2 separate regions of the Mus musculus genome follow, and region 2 is linked to region 1. The links are chromatin contacts, called in public Hi-C maps. All regions are on one chromosome and are shown on one strand. Each heading gives the region's core, a stretch centred on a gene start, on an enhancer-like site or on the middle of the called end of the contact. The rest is flanking DNA. Distances are from core to core; before and after follow the strand shown. Region 1 has its middle 270 kb from the start of Etaa1. Region 2 has its middle 140 kb from the start of Gm12022.

Region 1 (3,539 bases), core at 270-2,769:
TGTCTTTTAAAAATGCAATATTTCATCATTTATAGGTTGACCCTATTCCAGGACCCAAAGGAAAATGGAAAATAGGACTTAGAACTTGAAAGAGAAAATTTGAGTGAGCCTTCAGTTTAATGCAGTTTCCATTCTTGGAGCCAAAAGGCTCTGTAGGCAATACACAGAAGGAGTTGCAGAGGATGAGGGAGTGGAGACTTTTGGTTTCGTTACATACTCGCTGTACCACTGCATCAGGGTGTCTAGGATTTTTGCCCTCATGATGAAATTATGGGTGTTATCCTTCATTTCCTGTTTTGGAAAATGGTTTGACTTATGAAAAACAGGTTAATTGCATATTGTTTTTGTGAATTAGGTTGCTAATTTTTCACATCATAATTAAGCTAATTAGAATTCTATTATTTTCCAACAGTTTTAATGAGGTCTTCTACTTGGCAAGGAACCTGTGAGACCAAAAACCATTGCCATTTGTTAAAAGATGGAGAAACCCCGATGACAAGCAGAGTTTCAATTGCATTTCAGTTAATACGATTTATTCGTTAAGCTGATTATATTTTGTTGCTTCAAGTCTGACAAACTTCTAAAGTTGTCCACTTTTCTACTATGTCTCTGTTGCTCTATCTCCACTCCCGCCTCCATTCCTCCTTAGAGAATTTGTGGCGTCTGGGTTAAAATAGGTGGAAACAGTCTCTGTTTCCAGCCACCGCTCCCCAGCTTGGTTGGAATGCTCATCTGGTTGTGATAGAGCCTGCGGGTTCGGCCAGCAGTTCTTAAAATAGTTCCTTGGCTTATAAAAAAAATAGTCATTTGGGCAGCTCAGGGTTTGTTCTCTGGCTGCTTCTGGCAACTTGCTTTGGGGGGCACTGTTGCTCCAGTTTGGGAGTTACAGCTGGGCTTTAGTGAGTGATGGCTCTCTCTTGCACAATCTCAGATCTGCACCCCTTGTCAAGTAATCATTACAAATGTTTCACATAGGAGCAAGCTGGCACTAAGCAAAGGTCTGCCTTTTAAAAGAAGCATGGGCCCTAGGGGTGGGGACCACTCTGTCCTGACCATTGTAACATTTTCCCCTTTGACAGTGTAATTAAGTGCTAATTAACTAAATGAGTGTAAATGAGTGAAGGTTGAGATAAATATCTACATCTTCTTAATCTATTTTCCCCTCGAAGATTTGATAAAGGAAATTTGGATTTAATGGAAGATATCTGTCAATTATTTTTTTTAAGGTGGCAAATCTGTTTAGAAGGAACTGAAATACACCAGTTTTAATTTCTACAGGACAAGTTAACAGCATATGAATATAAGAGAGGTGCCATAAAATGGGGATGTGGTGCTGCAATAATTATGGTAAGGAGGCTTGGTGAAACTACCTTTTGCAAACATCTGCTTTCTGCTTTTTTTCATATCCTGCAGATGTTGCTGAACTGATGAAAAATACTGACAGGAGAATACATTAGCCCATGAAGTCATTTCAATGAATAAAGCAAAGACTAGCTTTTAACTTTCTAAAAAATCTACTTAGAAAAGAACTCTGCTTCCAGAATAGGGAGAGATTACACCAATAATTGAGAGGGGCCCAGGGCCTTCTAAAAGCGTCAATAGTGATCTCTTCTTGCCAAAGGGGAGAAGAGATGCTTTGTGGGGGAGCAGCCAGGGTAATAAATGAGAATCTTTGTAATTCAGGCACTTTTCCATTACCTTCCATGGTGAGTGATTAGAAATGAGACTGAGGAGCAGCCATGGAAAGCCCACTTTTGTGCTTGGCAGTAGAGCAAAAAGCTGCTGAGTTTTGCCCCAACTACCCTGCCTATCCTGCTAGGCAGCCCCTGAGGCTGAGACCAGAAACAGATTGACAGCTCTTGGGTTGGAGCAAGAATCTTGGAAAGGAGGTGCTATTTGTGGTTCCGGGCAGTCAATACCCTTCCCAGACAGGAAGTGGTAAGTCAGGCACATGTATGCTAAACTGCCTGGAAAGCAAGGACTGAGCCTGGGAAACGGCATTTAATGGGGTTCAGTTGCATATGAGATTAAAACCCTGAAATAAATGCAAAAGAACTATTTTGGCCTATACCCTATTTGGCAGGAGGATTAAGAGCCTGAAATAGTCCTCTGGCTGCCTGGGAACTCTGAATCACTCCCATTATTGATATAGCCACTTCGAGTCACAGCATCATGTGTTCAGAAGGCCCCAATTAAAATGTACAACAAGTGTTTTTCTGATAACCAACCTGGCAGATAAGAAGGATGTACTTATATAATGTTTTTGTTAAAAGAAAGACAACAAGAAAGAAAGAAAGTAAGAAAGAAAAAGAAAAAAGAAGAGAGAGAGAGAGATTCCAAAACAGAAACTGCACTTTTCTAATTCTTCTCTGAATTGACCTTTAATTGCTTACAGCTAGTAGTATCATCCTTTTTTCTTTTTCTTTTTTCCTTCTGAGGCAAAAGGACAAATCTGCACCATGTCTCGGGAAAGACTTTTTATTGTCTGTTCTATGAGGCCTGGAGGTCCCTGGAGAGGGATTCTTTCCTGACCACACAATCCTTCTGTTTTAGCCACAATGCACGGGTGATACCACCAATTACCTCTCTCCAGCTCTACCATTTACTCTAGTACTGGTGCATGGCATATTTCTTACTGGCATTAAAGGCGTTGCTTCATCTTTCCTCCTACCCAACCCTTCTTTTCTCTGCACCTGGCTAATTTCGGACTGTGATTTATCAGCTGTATTTCTCAATGCAGATTATCAGGTTCAACTCAATATGACCAGTTCTTGCTCCTTTGGGGGAATCTTGGCCCTAATGTAGAGTGGTATTTAAAGGCTATTTAGCCTCATTGGCAATATCATCATAATAACTTGTAACATTTATGCCTCTTCTAGTATGAGTGACATAGCTCCTCGGCTGTTTTAGTTCACTGATCATCTCTTCTCTGCCTTTGGCTAAGAGCAAATGTTGAATCTGCTGGTCCTCCCAGTGATAATGATATGAGTGAGCAGCAAAGTAAGATGCTGAGGTTATAGGTGAAGAAATAGATGCTCACAGAAACGAAAGCAATTTAAGATAATGCAGCCAGTGAAACTAGGATTCCACTTTCTTCAAGACTTTAAGTGTGCAGAGCAAGCAAGCCCCACTACTACAATAATAGCATTAAGAACCTAACTAACATAAGCCACAATGGAAATGTCCTTGTGAGGTCCTGTAGATGTGCCAAGAATGGGACAAAGCAGGGAAAATGGAGGTAGGTAAACACTGAGGGATGAAACTGGGAGATCATGTTTAGAATTGATTTACCCTAAAAAGAAAGTGTTTTATAAAATTAAAATAGGTATTTTGTTATGAAATGGGTTCCATAGCTCTATAAGCTTGATAAATATTTAAATATAGTTATACATTCTTAATTAAAGTGTTATCAGAGCATTCGACACACATCATCAATTCCCGAGACAGAAATTGGATATCCTGTAAGCATTTTACAAACATTAGACATAGAGCCAGCTCTCTTCTAGCCGGGGATCAAATATTGGGCCTTGCTCATGTTA
Region 2 (3,539 bases), core at 655-3,154, 670 kb after region 1:
CCGTGTTTGTAAGGGAGCTTAAGCCAAATCATCTGTCAAGTGAAAAAGTTATAGAAGTTACAGGGTATAACACACACAGAGAAGTCATCTTTATTAATTAAGCTATGACATCATAAGATCAAAGAAGGTAGAATTGAAGAGGATCTGCCGCAGGGGTTCATCTTGGCCCATCACCCCCATCCATCCAGATGGGGTTACTTTTATCGTATTTACTCATTCTCTATCCACTTGAGCAGGAAATAGATCAAATATGTTTTTTTTCCTCATAGTCCATCTAGTGTTATCACAAAAGGCCCCAAAGTAATTGGCAATACCTCTCTTGAACCTGAGTGATGAATACTTACTCTGTGGCCTTTCTGCTATAAATATAGGACTCGTCCCAGGTGGCATGCTTGTATTATTGGACAGACTTTAATCTTAGAATTATACAGGCCCACATTTTTCCATTGCCAAACACTATTTGCAGTTCTGTCCCAGATGTAACAACCTAATCAAAATAGAATTTCATAGAGCACTACACAGAGGATTGGCTTCTGGGGACTGTGCAACAGGTAGCTGTATGTTTATTGCCTTCTTTTATGAAACTTATACAATGCAATTGCAAAGTGCACAATGAATACTGGGACTTGACTCATAAGTAATGAATTGTAAATAATAAGGTTTAGCATCAGCCAGAAACATTTTCACATACTCAAATGCCAGCGTTCTCACCCACATCTCCACGGACTTTAAATCAACACAGAGCGTTCCCACCTTTCCACAGCGTCCTTCTCAATGACGCAGACTGCCAACTGACCTGCAGCCCTGACAACGAGTGCATCCTTGCTTAGAGTGGAAGAGAGAAACCTTTCATGTACAATAAAGAGAGGTTTTAGGCTTTATTTTTTGTTTTGTTTTGTTTTTGTTTGTTTTTTCAGAGGTCTTTTTCAGAGATGCAGAGATGGTTCAAGGATAAAATAGCCATTTAGAAATGTCAAAGGAGCAAATTTCTGAGCTGAAATCATTTTGGAAAAGGATTTGCTTATAAAACACACTGGAAATATGTTGTCAAAACAATGTTATTTGGAAGTTCAAGAAAAGCATGTCCTTAGATCTCTGTCCCAAGTGCTGGTGACATGACAGCACCTTTGAGCCTTGCTTCTTCTGAGCCTCGTCTTCAAGGTCAAGCTGTCATTTCCACCATCTGCCTGCATTCAATCTGTCCTTTCTATGGCATTTTGAGAAATTAAGTTAAATTCCATAAACACAGAAATCTTAAGTCGCAAAGATATAAGTAGATGGAAAACTGCCAACCTTCTTCTCAGCATCGGCAGCAAATCAGCTCTGTTTTATAAATGTGGAAACTAAAGTTGAGAAATGTTACAAAATCTGATGCACTACTGATTGCACAAAGTAAGACAAAGTCAATAGTCAAAATCTGCTACTGCTCACTAAACGCATCTCCCCTTAAACAGCATGGAAGAGCCATGACATTCAAATTTGCTTAAATATGTGTGCAGCATGAAAGTGTGGCACACCCTTTCAAGAAAAGCACCCTTCCTCACTCCCCACACACCTGGCTACCTCTACCAGATTCATGTTTCTATAAACTGTTATACTACTTGTAACACTGGGATATAACAATTATTTAATTGAATTTTTGTAGCAGATGGTGTAAGTTTATAAATTGCCTCAATTAATGAATAAATAAAAACAAACTGTTGCTCTCATTAGTGTCCCTAAAATATGTAAATGACACACATTTATTTTCATGGCTCACAGATGGAGATGTTGAGGCCCATGGAGGCTTGGTTTGCTTTTGGGCAGGTAGACAGATATTCAATCCCAGAAGAGCTAACAGACTGGCGGTGACTCATTCTTTCTTTTTTATCCAGAACAAAGCTTAAGAGAGTCTGTTTAGAGTGCTTTCTTCCTGTCTCCTTATCTAGTGTTCTGTAATCTAATTTGGCCTTGGCATAGAACAAGTTGAACCAGCAATGAGAGCTTGGATCACAGTCAAGTCTCTGTGCTTCCCTTTCTGAAAAGTCTCACATCCCGAGGCCAGAGAGAAAGCAACAACGACAGAAAGGTGGAGTCCTCTCCCCTGAAAGTACAAGGAAGAACCTGGGTGTCCTCTGTTCAATCTAGGAAAAGGAAGTGGATGGCTATGTTCTTGGAGGTGTGGCACTTCTAAGAATCCTAACATCTGGAACAGAGGTACCTCTGTCCAAAAGAAGCTCTGAGAAGATGCCACAGCTATTCTTGTCCCAGAAGCCTCCACGGTGGTGCTGGTGTAGGGCCAGATGTTCCAGAACTTTTCATGAGGTAGCGTCACACTTGCGGCATTTCACTGGTAGCGAGTGCCACATTAAAATGCCATTTTAGGCAATTAATATTTTATTTATAAACACTTATAAATATTTATCACAAATGGCTGTTTAAATAGTAGCTTGTGAGAAAACAAATCTATTACATTTGTATTAAAAATTCCTTGGATGCTTAATTAAGGGAATATTTAGACAGACCATGAAAATTTTATACCAACTCCTTGAGAAGTCAGGGACAAACCTAGTTAGACTCTCTCATGAAACTGAGGGAATAAATTTGATAAGATGCCACACAAAATGGGGGCATCCAACTTGAGATCCCACGTCAAAATCTTTTCTTTAAACATTGTAAGTAAGATGGACTCATTCTAAATAAATGTCCTGACCTTACCCACAATCAAACTATGTCTCCTCCTTAAAGGTATCTGACTAAGCGTCGCAGCTTCTTCAGCTGTTTTCATCAGATCGCAAACACAATCGGCAGTCCAATTTTTCAACCAGGAAGAAAAATAGTTATTGCCCACATTGATCTGCTGTAGAGCAGAGTGTCTCACCTTATTCTCTTCTTAAAACATAATCGAAGCATTCTATTTTGAGGTCAACAATTTAACAAAGCACAGATATCTTTGTATACATTTAGCACTAAGAGAACATAAGATAGACTAAGTTCTTTTTACTGGCTATATGAGATTTCAATATTTTGAGAATTAGTGTAATTGTAAATGTGTATTTCCTCTCAGTGGCTGTAGTGTTTGTGTGCTTCGTCCTCTGGATTTGCATGTTGATACTACATAGCACTCTATTAGCTTTCATGCATTTGAAGGGTCAAAAAAACAGTGACCGACTTGAAAAGAGACTTGCAATCCCATCACAAGGTTCCAAGACTTGTTCTTTAGAACATCCTGTGGTCATCACAATGTGTTTCTCAATTATGATTAATTGAACTTGGTTTTTGTAGCAGACAAGTTCACTCTCCTATAGCACTAAGCAGTTTGAAATAGTACTAAGAGCATCAATGTCATCTTGGGAATTCTAAGGCCACCTGGCCCCTTTAGCTGCTTTTAATGATATGAAATATATATTTGAAAACTAGGATTATTATTCACAGTGGAGGACATCATATAAGAAAGATAAATTGAAATTTTTACCTAGCCAAGTTAAAACAGTGGTGTCTAAGCGTTGTGCAATCAAAAGTCCAGGAAGACTGATTCAGCTCTGAAGATAGCCAAAGAA

Evidence for each region. Hi-C and Micro-C count contacts between places; a contact is called where the count stands out from the background.
Region 2: a contact with region 1 is called in a Hi-C map of the N1E-115 cell line, with 8 times the contacts expected there. The contact joins two enhancer-like sites.

What each region holds. Positions count from the first base shown.
Region 1 is chr11:17,685,057-17,688,595 of GRCm38.p6, forward strand. No RefSeq gene overlaps it. Among named protein-coding and RNA genes, the nearest start is that of Etaa1, 270 kb to the right of the region's middle. Within about 2 kb of position 1,520, at least 57 of the 459 cell types and tissues checked have an H3K27ac peak or open chromatin away from gene starts, as enhancers often do. A contact at or near this core is called in the N1E-115 cell line, where this site is marked.
Region 2 is chr11:18,353,102-18,356,640 of GRCm38.p6, forward strand. No RefSeq gene overlaps it. Among named protein-coding and RNA genes, the nearest start is that of Gm12022, 140 kb to the right of the region's middle. Within about 2 kb of position 1,905, at least 2 of the 459 cell types and tissues checked have an H3K27ac peak or open chromatin away from gene starts, as enhancers often do. A contact at or near this core is called in the N1E-115 cell line, where this site is marked.